Regions from separate parts of the Mus musculus genome. Here all the other regions are linked to region 4. Evidence: chromatin contacts called from public Hi-C and Micro-C data. All regions are on one chromosome and are shown on one strand. Each heading gives the region's core, a stretch centred on a gene start, on an enhancer-like site or on the middle of the called end of the contact. The rest is flanking DNA. Distances are from core to core; before and after follow the strand shown. Region 1 overlaps Nav1 (neuron navigator 1). Region 2 overlaps Syt2 (synaptotagmin II). Region 3 overlaps Nav1 (neuron navigator 1). Region 4 holds the start of Arl8a (ADP-ribosylation factor-like 8A).

Region 1 (2,700 bases), core at 49-2,548, 380 kb after region 4:
AGGCCAGCAGATCAAGATGTAGAACTCTTAGCACCTTCCTTCTCCAGCACCATGTCTGCCTGCATGCCCTCATGCTTCCTGCCATGACAATGCCAATACCTATCGGAACTGTGAGCAAGCCCCAATTAAACGTCCTTTATAAGAATTGCTGTGGTCACGGTGTCTCTTCACAGCAATAGTAGCTCTAGCTATGACAGACACCCTTCTGTTTATGGTCCTAGACAAGTACTCAGGGACAGGATACTTAAAACTAGGGCTCAAAGTTATCAGTAACTGAAAACTGACCATAAAAGACATATGGAATGGCATTGCAAACGGCATCACAATTAATAGCTTCATCTACTTTGTAAATATCATCGTGATGTTTATCCTATGTTTTCCGTAGGACTCCAGGCCTCCCTGGCCCAGCAGCAGGGTGAGCAGAGATGGCCGGTTCTCATTCCTGTCGCTCCTGAGGACTTTGTTTTGACTTAATTAAGGGCACACACACACTATGTTGAGGAAAGAGAATAAACGGTGGAGGCTGTGCGTGAGGCGGGCAAAGGCAACAGCTCCCCTTTCCTTTTGTCCTCGTAGCCTTCTATGCCCCACACCTCATCATGTTCCCAGTGTTAGTCAGGGGCCACTAGATCTGTCCTCACTGCTGATTCTGGGGGGATGGGGACCCATATAGGCCGTACACTCCTGTACAGTCTCTGAGGGTAAGGCTGTGTCCGTTGGTTAGTCCAGGACTCTAACAGTCTGAACAGCTAACACAGTGAGCAACTACGCTGAGCCAGGAATTATACTAAGAAACATATAAGGAATTATACATATACTAACCCTTTTTAATCTTCAAAATGGGCCACAGATCGTCCTGTAGTTATCTGTATTCAGCAGATAGGCAGATTAAAGTCTGGAGGTTAACTAACTAGCTCAAGCTCAGACAGCTAGTTAATTCTAGAAATCCTGCTACTTTAGTCAGAGCAGGTCTCTCCATGCAGGGGTCCTATGCCTTGGTACTTGGTACTTTGGGAACATTAGTGGGGTTGTAAGAATGCTGATGTACCCCGAGGGTGAGGGTCCTAGAATTCCCTAGCACAGATGCCACAGTCCTGAGCCCTCAGCCCCAAAGGCTCTGCACTATCCGGCTGGCACATCAAGGGACAGGGACTTCATGCTCCGACACTGGCACTTGCCAGGGCGTATGGTCTGTTTGGAACAGCTTCTCCACCACCTTGGCTCTCCCTTCTCCCCATCCCAGGCGTCTGACCACAGCAGCAGCTGGGCTCTGACTACAGCAGACCTCTCTATCCCAGCTCCAGGCTGGCGGATCTGAGCGTGAGGTTGGGCTGCCCCTGGGATCCTCCAGGCAGTAAACAAGTCATGGATGCGTCAGTTGTTTTGCTCCAGAGCAGCCTCATCAGCTGGACAGACCCTGACCAGACCTGCCAAGTTTATCCCCCTGGGTGGGCTGCGGGCTGGGAGTGGCGGATGGCCTGGAACTCAGCGCCTTCTTTCCGTGCCCTTGAAGCTCAAGGGCTTTATTAGGAGCAGCGATCTCTGGCAGGCTGGTTTTTAGATACCTGAGGAATAGGGAAAGGGCTGCAGTGGCTTTACAGGGGATCTTAGGGGCGGAGACTCCGTAAGTGAAGAACGGAAGTGGCAGACAGGTCTGCTGAGAGATACACCAGAGAAGTTTCCAGAACCTTGCAGCACTCTGGACTCGGGGCTTGAAAAAGTTGGCCAGAACACCCCAAACCCCAACAATTCAAACGCTTCCTGTCCTCTTTTCACTTCCAAGATTGCCATGTCTGCCCCAGCTGTCTCCCCAAGTCTACCCTGTCAGAAAAAGATAAACTGGGCATCCCTGGGGGGTCCAAGGTCAGGAAAGAAGGCTTAATAGGGTGGGGTAGGAATAGGGTGTGGTGTTATGGGTAGAAGGATTGCAGAAGCAGAAGTCCACCAAGGATATAAACCAAGGGCCAGAGTGGTAACCCCTGGCAGGGGAAGTGGAGTCACCACCCCGACTCTTGTCTGACTGGCCCTTTCATCTAAATGTCACTTTCTCTTAGCAGGCAGAAGGAGACGACATTATTCACCTGTTTTTTTGCAAAGGTGGAAGCAAATTAAGTCATCCACAATCTACCCAGTTTGCAGAAGAGCTGGCCCTCAGATATGTCCCCAAGTCTCTGGAGGACAGGCTCAGGGAGAAGGGCTTAGCTTAATGGACCAATCAGCTCTTCCGTTTCCAGCCCCACCTACCATACACATCTAGAATAAGCTGCAGCTGGTTGCAGAAGCAGTCACCTTAGGCACAGCAGCACTCTGAAGATGTCTTTTATCATAGCACAGTAACTCTATCCCCTGCCACCGCCCTGTTCTCCCACACCTCCTGCACCAGCCGGCCTCTTGTGCTTACCCCGTTGTGATGTCATCGTCTTCTGTCATGGTCTTGCCCATGAGGTCACTGTCACTCATGTAGCCGGATTTGAGGTCCACCTCGTCAGAGTCCAGGGACTCCACCAACTCCAGGCGAGAGATGTGGCTGAGTTTGCTGGGGCTCCGCATCGGCATGGTGTGGGAGTAGTGTGCCCGCTCGCCATGCATGTACCAGGCCGGTGGCCCCTCGGAACGACAGCTCCCCCCAACAGAGGGTGCGTCGCCAGCCTGCAGCCGGGGACTAGACTGGCCGTAGCGCCAAGAGAGCGGAGAGGAGCG
Region 2 (2,700 bases), core at 196-2,695, 390 kb before region 4:
ACTAATACAGGGGACCTCAGAAAGAATTGGGCAAGTGTATTGGGCAAGGCCAGGGCAACAAGGTGGGGCTGGCTGGAGATCTCCAGTCTCCACAGAAACTGAAATTGGGAACTGTAGCAGCAGAACGGAGTCTGGCAAGGTGGCGGGAGCAGTGCGTGGGCCTCAGTTTCACCCCCAGCTTTCCTCAGCAGCCAGGAGTTCAGGGAAAGGACCTGCAAGCCTGACCATTCTGCCCTAACTCCTGCTCACCTAAGGATTTGATTTGCTTTCTGAAAACCTTGGGCCCAGAAACTTTCAAAACTGGGGCAGAAGCTGAGCAAGCTGTGTCCCCCCTGGAATACACTGGCCCCGCCAGGAGCCCTCCCTGTCTTCCTAAGAAGGACGTGTGTAGCCCTCCCCGTTCCCACTCTGCTTGGCAATGCTCTCTCCATTCCCTTATGTGGACTCTGTTGTTCTTGTCTGATCTCTTGTCAAATTGTTATTTTGTAATGAGCTGCGTCTCCTTATTAAAGAAAAGAGCTGAAAGCAACCTGGGGGCGGGGAGCATTTCTATTTGTTTTTTATTTTTAGTGGACTTGGGCGGGGCGGGGCAGGGAGCCCCCAAGGGTCAGCAATGTTGGGGAGGGAGGTGAGTTGGTTTTGGAGCTCTGGCCTCCAGCTCGAAATGAAGGGGTTGCAGCCTATTCTCTTTTGGGTTTGGGAGAAGGACATGGAGTTTCTGAGTCACATGGACGGATGGGGGTCTACCCTCCTGGGATGATAAGGACTGTCTTACATCCTTAAGTTCCCTCTAGAGGACCTGGGCTTAGGGGACAGCAGCAGTCTGACCTCGGCAACAGGGAGGCTGCTGGTCCCGCCTGGGGTATAGATGTTTAAAAGTGGAAAGTACACAGTCTCCAATCTTACACGGTAAAGACTGTTATCTGTCTGTGCTGAGACAGAGATGACAAAGACCAGTAAGGCTTCAGAATGCTTAGGGACAGAGTCAGGGGCAGTGTGGCCAAGACCAGGAAAGGATTAAACTCTGTTTTAGTTCTTAGACCTAAAGACTTCATATTGTGTGACACTTGTCTAGGACCATAATGTACTCGACTTTCTTGTGTTTTGCATCAAATCCAGATGGCCAAGGAGCAGTAGAGGCAGGTGGGCTGAGTGCCCGTGTGAGCTGGCAGGGCCCAGATCTGGCTGTTGGGCTGTCTCAGTCCGGCTGGAGGCCATGGGCTAGGTGGCCTGGCTGCACAGGGCTGAGAATGTGGGCACCTGGGTCTGCTGCAGGGAGGAGCCAGGATCCCTCCTGGTACCTATGAGCAGTAGATGAAACAGGCTCTACAGACCTCACCTAGCCAGCGGCGTCCCAGAGAAGCGATGCTTGTGGTCTAGGGGCCCCCTGTATCAGACGTGCTTTCCTCTGCTTCAAGCCCCAAGGCCAGGGCTGAACTCTTCAACCGTGACATCATCCCTGTTTCTTCTTGCTGCTTGAGCTACAAACAGCTGGGTGACAGCAGGGGGAAAGAATCTTCCCTCCCTCCCAAGTCAGTGACCAAGGATTTCCACTTGGCAGGAAGCAGATCCAAAGCCTGGCTGCCCACTCCCCAGCCCTGCCAGCAGTCCCTGCAGCGCCTCCCTGAGCTAGGTGCCCTTCCTTCTGTCAGGATTTAGATCCAACCTCTAATGATCCCAGAGTTAGTTTTATTTGCAGAGTTTGGAACCAGTGACCTAAGGAGCCCTTCCTTACACAGTGGAGGGCTGAGGTAATTGGAAGCCTGCAAGAGGCCAGCACCACCGCCAGCTCTTACCCTAGCTTCCCTGTGCAGCATGGCTGTTAGGGTGTATCCAGGTGGGCCATACATCCCTGCTTTTTACCTTTAAAGAAACAGCCACCTTCTTAGGTGCTGGGAACTTGCGTTTCTTCTCAGGGTTGTTCTGCTGCTCTAAGAGCCCTTCCCCGGGGAGGGGAGGTGGTGACCACAGACTCGTGGTTGCCTATGGCAGAGACTTCGCAGTTGGCTGCCTGGTGAATGGGAGGTTCTATCAATCTCATGGCACAAAGGTAAAACACAGTTTTATTTACTCATTTATAAATACTGCTGTGTTTACAGGCATCTTATAGATGTGAATATTATTCCCAAACTTTCAAACACAGAATACTTAATACTATATAACAACAATCAGTAAAACAAATAAATCCATCCATCTCAGGGTTGAAAAGGCCACTCAAAATTGCATAAAAATACATTCAGTTCGGGAAGCCAGCCTGGCTCCCTGCCCTCGGGAGCCTCCTCCAGGTGTATTTACAGTTGACTGAGGTTAATCCACACAACTCGGCTGGCGAACAGCTCCACTCGGTGCATCAAGCATGGGTGAAGGGTAGAGAGAGGAAATACAAAATGCTAGTGCTGAAGTGGTGACCAGGATTGGAGCGGAGCACACGTGCCTGGAAGAAAACGTAAAACCAAAGCTGGGTCTGAACCACTGACCCTGCAGAGGAGAGGTGCCAGCCATAGGAGGGCTGAGCTGCCAGGGGCTCAAGGGATGCTGACTAGAAAGGTGGCCATGTTGGACGGGTGCATCCTCTCCGAATCTTCTCCCTGTACCCTGTGCCTTCTGGTACCTTTACTACAACTGCTTTCACATAGTCTCCCCTATCCTAGGATAGGCTGGGTACCTTCTGCTCAAGTTCTCAGGAGAACAGGGTGGAGA
Region 3 (2,700 bases), core at 81-2,580, 420 kb after region 4:
CTCTCTCAGAGCCCATCCTGAACTCTCCTGGCTTCGTTGCAAGTGTTGGCTTGGAGGAAAGGACCACAGAAACTCTGGAATGAAACCTCTTGGAGTTCAGGTAGGTAACAGCTCAGAATATGAATTATGTGGACTTGGCAACTGATAGGGTATCTGCTGAGTGTCCAAGTTTGTGGGCTGGTATTCATGTGTATTACAAACAGACTCCAAAGTTCTTAAGAAGTATAGAGTGCCAGAAACAAGGTCTACGACACGATCATTAATTACCTAATTATTTTGGCATAAAAAATGCTCGACAGGGGAGGAATAGGGGATGTTCAGAAGAGCCAGGAAGAATTTGGACTGCAGCCCTTCAGAAACTGTGTCTCCTCTTGGCAGAGCTGGCGGAGCACTGGGGGCAGAACAACAAAGCACCCAGGCCCTGGCCTTGCTCAGTCAGGCCAAACCAGCTCTGTGCGGTTCTCCCTAGAGCGTCTCCAGCACAGCCAGCTTTGTCCCCCAAGTCTTGCTGATTCTTCTGTCCTGGAGGTTCCAGGAGACACGTGGCACATGGGAGAAACAACTGGTCCTGTCTCCTAAGAGGTAATATGTGGTCTCCTCAGCTCTCACGGAGCTCTGGTCTAGTCATAGGGGTGGGGGAGGGGGAAGGCAGAATCTCCGAGTCCTGAAACCTGAGCTGAGCCTGGCTCAAGTTAAGGGCAGCTTTCAGGAGAAAGTTTTCTCAGGCTACAGCCTCCACTGAGCACTGAGCACTGAGCACTGAGCACTGAGCACAGGGCTAAATGCCTCAGAGGGGCCCAGGTCCCCAGGTCACACCCTGTGCTCTCCCTCCCTAGCCTTCTAACAGGTCTGGAGGAGGCTCCCAGGTCTGCCCAGGGTTCATTAACAGCTCCATCTCTGACACGCCCCCCCGCCCCCCCCCCATCACCTTTTTGGTGAGGGAGAAACTGAGGCCTAGGATAGTATAGAATACATTCTAATTATGAATGACAACTGCTGGACCAGGCCACACCACAGGGACAAAAAAAAAAAAAAAATGTTTCTTTCTTGTGAGATTCCTCTCCTGCCTTTTCACTTCAGAAAATGGCCCAGTGGTTCCACCGAGCAATGGCCCATTCCACAGACTGTTCCAGCACCATCCTACTGTAGGCAGTGCTGCGGGGAGGAAGGCAAGAGGTGGGATTTAGCATGCACTCTCTCCTGCCTCTGTGAAATCCAAACACCATTCGCCTCCTTTGGTGTTTTCTGTGAGGCCACATTGAAGAGCAGGCTCCTCTGTCGAGCAGCTCTTCTGAGCATGCCCAGTGCCTGTATGGCTCGCCCAGTGCTCATGACAAAGGGACCTTCAAGTCAGGCCCTGTCAGAAAAGAGACTGACTGTGAGAGACGGCTGGGCCTGGAGTCTCTGGCAGGAGCCAGGCATATGAATTTTGCAGATTTCATGGTGGTGCCGAGGAGCGGATCTGGCACTGAAAGATACGGCTGGGCAAAACACTCACCAGGGAAATGGGAGACATGTTTTGCATTGGACGACCTCTGGGAGTGTTCCTGGGAGTATCAGTGTCATTTCTCAGAAGTGCTGGGCTGGGCTCTCCCACCATTCCCGGGGAGGAACTTGAGGAGCCATGGAACAGAACCCTGGGAAGTGTGCACTGCTGCAAATGGTCCCCACTGCCCTTCTTAGCTGCAACCCATCCCCAAAAATAATTTTTGATTTTATACATGTTCCCATGGCAACCTGAGTCCCCATCAGCCAGAGGGTTACCATGGTGACTTCTTGGCTCTGTCCACAGCTGAGGCAGGCTCTGTTCCTTAGCTGGCAAGCTGGGCTCACAGGGAGTCAGGTGAGGAGAAGACTGGAGCTGGGGCTGGCCAAGGGCACTCAGGGGGTCTGTTAACAGCTGCCTGGGCCAAGCAGAGATGTCTCAGAGCAGGAATTGGCCTGGTTTCCAACCAGCCTGAGAAACACTGCTGCAAGCTATCCCAGGTCCTCAGTCCTCCCTTCCAGCCACTAACCCAGGTCCTCAGTCCTCCCTCCCAGCCACTGACCCATGTCTCCAGTCCTCCCTCTCAGCCACTGACCCAGGTCCTCAGTCCTCCCTCCCAGCCACTGACCCATGTCTCCAGTCCTCCCTCCCAACCATTGACCCAGGTCCTCAGTCCTCCCTCCTAGGCACTCACCACACTCTACCCCCAGATGGCACACCTCTGCAGCTGCTTCTTTCAGCTGATGCTTTCCTTGTTCTGGGATTCTCTTAAGAATCCATCTCTAATTCTGTCTGTCCTCCTCAGGTCCAGTCCTCAGCATCCCCCTGGCATTTCTAGTCTCAGTTAATCAGGTCCAGACAGATCTTGGGCAATATTCCATGTCTACGCTCTGAGTAGGGTTGGCATTCAACTGCTGTGTCCCTTCCTATGTGCCACAGCTGTACCCACCACCCTGTGCCTGGCCCGTTTCCTGCCAGAGCCCGGAGCTCCTGGCCGTTGGTGTCCTCTCTTCCCTGCCAGCTGAGGGGCTCTCCATGGGGAGGGTCTGTTGCTTTGCTTTGAATTTCTGTATTGAGGTTGGCCAAGGATGCAGAGCACGAGGGAGCTAAGAGAGTGAACATGCTGGGGGTGGCTGAGAGCAATGGGCTTAACACTTCCAGCCGTGAAAGAGAGGAGAGAAGGATGTGACCGAGTCTCACTTTAGGAGAGGCTA
Region 4 (2,700 bases), core at 67-2,566:
AACAAAGCACCCCACACCCCACAACTTATAAACAACAGAAAGTTGTTGCTCATGGCTTGAAAAATGGGAAAGTGATCTGTCATGGTACGGGTAGATTCAGGGTCTGGTTAGGAGTCACTTTTTGGCTAATAGATTACAGCCTTCTCTTTGTAGCCTCAAGATGGGAGGAGTATAGGCTCTGGGCACCTCTGTTGTTCTCTCCTTATATAAGGGCACTAATCTTAGCTAGGAGGCCTCCCCCCTCATAACCTAGTCGCCTTATATGGTCATCACTTTGAGGAGTGGGATTTCAATATATGAATCTGGGGGAAAGACACAGAAATGTAAAGCAATGAAAATCTATTACTTTGTATGATAACTTAAACTTTAATTTAAACATGTCAGACTATAGCATGTACCTACGGAGGAAGAGAAGAACTTATTAGACAGATGTTAGTAAATCAGAATAGGCTGATCCAGATGTTGAGGGCTGTCTGGTTCTTTAATAGGTTTAATCCATACAGTTGATGTTAACAGTTCATCACAGCCTCCAGGTGAAAACCGACCCCCAAAGAGAGCCCAGCTGCCTAGGAATCCTGAGACCAGGAAGGCACAGCCGGTTGACTGAGCTGTTATCTCCTGCAAGGGAGGATGGGGACTTCTTGGCAGACTCTCCACCACCCACTATCAAAAACTTTGTATCAAAATAGCATACATTTTTTCCTTTGCTACCGCCGTTCCTCACAGGGAATCCCTTGCCCTGATTTTGCCCGTCTCTTTATAGTGAAGACAAGCATCAAGTTCAAATGTCGATCTCACTTTGGGCTTCCCAGACAAGTAGCCTGGCAAACTGTGGTTAACAAAACAAGATGGAGTATTAAGGGCTCTAAATCCGGCTGTTACTCTCTATGGCATTTCGGGGGATGGAATTCGGTACCCAGAGATGCTCAGAGGCAAAGGTTCAGGGAACAAAACCGTTTCTTGGAGATCTTCATGTCACGGTTCTTCGGCCTGGAAATACCCTAGCTTAATCGGGACACCACCCGCCCAGGACCGACCACCGTTCAAGCCAGAAAGCGGTGCAGTCAGGGCGGGGCAAACGAGGGCAGCAGAAAAAATAAAATTACAGCTTTCTCCGCAAGCGCGCCATCACGCTCCTCCCGGCCGCCGCGGGTCCCCGCCGCCCCGCCCGCGGGCGCTGGCCTAGGCCGCGCGCGAGACTGGAGCGCGCTCGGGTGCGAGCAGGACGCGGCCCGGCCCGCGGGAGGGCGGCGGCGGCGGAGGAGGAGGTGGAGGCGCCGTGGCCACACCCATCGGCGAGCGGATCCTCGGGCAGCGCGTCGTCGGCCGCCGCGCTCCAGCCTCCGCCCGCACCGAGCCGCGGGACCCGGCCGCACCGGGGAGGGGCCGCTCCGGGCCGCAGCGCGAGGGCACCGAAGGCGGCGGGGACCCGGCACCGGGCGCGGCCGGTGGCAGCGACCATGATCGCTTTGTTCAACAAGCTGCTGGACTGGTTCAAGGCCCTGTTCTGGAAGGAGGAAATGGAGCTCACGCTGGTGGGGCTGCAGTACTCGGGCAAGACCACCTTCGTCAACGTGATCGCGGTATGCGGGCAGATGTGTCGCCGGCGCCGCGCCCTAGGCAGCTGGGGTCGGCGCCTGGCGTGGCCCGGCACCGCCGGGTTCCGGGCAGGGAGGAGCCGGCTCCGGGCACTTAGGGCCTAGCACGGTTCTTGGGGGACCGACTGGCGTGCCACCCGTTCTCTGGCCTGGGCTAGGATGGCAGGGCTGGGGGCGGGGTAGCGAGGACCAGGGGAACCGAGCTTGCGTTCCGGAGCTGGCGGCACGGAGATGTCTCCACGCACCGGGAACCCGCCGCAGGCTGACAGGCCCCCGAGGCGGGCGCAAAGAGGCATGACGGGGCGAAAGTGCCCGGACAATCCCGCTCCGCGCGTGGAGGGTCACGGGACGCGCGGCCGGAGCGTGTTGCCAGGGTGCCCTAGCAGCCCAGCCCCACCCCGAGGGCTCTGCCTACCCTTGCTGGACGCGGAAGCCGCGGCCCTTTGGGGCGGGGGGAAGGTATCCCTAGAGGCAGAGGAGTCAGCTGAGGTCCTGGCTCTAGTCCAGACTCCTCCCCGGAACCTGTCCCGGGCCTGCCTTAGCGTTGGGGTCCCGAAAGCATGGCACCATAAAGGGAGTTGGGAGACTCCACTTGGCTCAGAAGTTGCAAGAGTAGGTACCGAGGACCCGAGAGGATGAGCTGGAGGGGCGCCATCCACCTGGGGACAGGGGAGAGAGCAGCTTTGGAGACTCAGCACTGGGGGAGGCGGAGGAGAGAGGGGGGTGATTGCAGTTGTATGTCTGTGCCAGAGGAGTGGTGAAGAAGGAGTTAAATTTTCTCTTTAAAAAAGAGGAAGATGAGCTCCCTGGGCGTGAGCTGAGCTGCAGTAATGGCTGCAGCCTGTATTTCCAAGCTAGGCAAGACTGGGCTTATGGGACCAAGTAAGGCTTGGGACGGGGACATAGTTCCCCCCCCCCCCCCAGAACCTAGGCCCGTTCCCAAAGATGGGTTTTCCAAGGACTGTGAATTCGCCAGATATAGGCTAAAGATGCTGATGTGCAGGTCCGCAAAGATGTGAGACCACCAGCTTCGGTACCACCACTTGCCTGTATTGTATTGTTGCCCGACCCTGAAGCCCCATAGGGCTCAATATCCCTGCAA

The links. A called contact is a pair of places that touch in the nucleus more often than the background predicts.
Region 1: a contact with region 4 is called in a Hi-C map of muscle stem cells, with 3 times the contacts expected there. The contact joins the enhancer-like site here to the promoter of Arl8a in region 4. A contact is called at or near these places in 1 of 15 datasets of contacts at CTCF or cohesin (the NIH/3T3 cell line), 5 of 484 Hi-C or Micro-C datasets (embryonic fibroblasts, muscle stem cells, nephron progenitors and 2 more), 2 of 115 datasets of contacts at active chromatin or transcription factors (bone marrow-derived macrophages and pancreatic cancer cells) and 1 of 9 other capture datasets (embryonic stem cells).
Region 2: a contact with region 4 is called in a Hi-C map of uterus, with 3 times the contacts expected there. The contact joins the enhancer-like site here to the promoter of Arl8a in region 4. A contact is called at or near these places in 1 of 39 promoter capture datasets (embryonic stem cells), 3 of 484 Hi-C or Micro-C datasets (the HL-1 cell line, myocytes and uterus), 5 of 115 datasets of contacts at active chromatin or transcription factors (T-cell acute lymphoblastic leukemia, bone marrow-derived macrophages, double positive thymocytes and 2 more) and 1 of 9 other capture datasets (embryonic stem cells).
Region 3: a Micro-C map of embryonic stem cells shows a contact between it and region 4, with 4 times the contacts expected there. The contact joins the enhancer-like site here to the promoter of Arl8a in region 4. A contact is called at or near these places in 1 of 484 Hi-C or Micro-C datasets (embryonic stem cells), 3 of 115 datasets of contacts at active chromatin or transcription factors (embryonic forebrain, embryonic stem cells and microglia) and 1 of 9 other capture datasets (pancreatic islet).

The regions. Positions count from the first base shown.
Region 1 is chr1:135,529,948-135,532,647 of GRCm38.p6, forward strand. It overlaps Nav1 (neuron navigator 1), which reads right to left. Exons shown (of 30, transcript NM_173437.2): 3 at 2,402-2,700. Gm32940 (a long non-coding RNA gene) reads left to right here. Exons shown (of 4, transcript XR_003948736.1): 4 at 1-2,700. Among named protein-coding and RNA genes, the nearest start is that of Gm32940, 19 kb to the left of the region's middle. Within about 2 kb of position 1,299, at least 50 of the 459 cell types and tissues checked have an H3K27ac peak or open chromatin away from gene starts, as enhancers often do. A contact at or near this core is called in muscle stem cells and uterus, where this site is marked.
Region 2 is chr1:134,752,621-134,755,320 of GRCm38.p6, forward strand. It overlaps Syt2 (synaptotagmin II), which reads left to right. Exons shown (of 9, transcript NM_001355726.1): 9 at 1-529. Ppp1r12b (protein phosphatase 1, regulatory subunit 12B) reads right to left here. Exons shown (of 24, transcript NM_001368827.1): 24 at 2,046-2,700. Among named protein-coding and RNA genes, the nearest start is that of Gm32670, 20 kb to the right of the region's middle. Within about 2 kb of position 1,446, at least 45 of the 459 cell types and tissues checked have an H3K27ac peak or open chromatin away from gene starts, as enhancers often do. A contact at or near this core is called in uterus, where this site is marked.
Region 3 is chr1:135,563,536-135,566,235 of GRCm38.p6, forward strand. The region is part of intron 1 of Nav1 (neuron navigator 1); the gene reads right to left. Among named protein-coding and RNA genes, the nearest start is that of Nav1, 20 kb to the right of the region's middle. Within about 2 kb of position 1,331, at least 97 of the 459 cell types and tissues checked have an H3K27ac peak or open chromatin away from gene starts, as enhancers often do. A contact at or near this core is called in embryonic forebrain and embryonic stem cells, where this site is marked.
Region 4 is chr1:135,145,518-135,148,217 of GRCm38.p6, forward strand. Arl8a (ADP-ribosylation factor-like 8A) reads left to right here and starts at 1,317. Exons shown (of 7, transcript NM_026823.2): 1 at 1,317-1,583. The coding sequence starts at 1,461.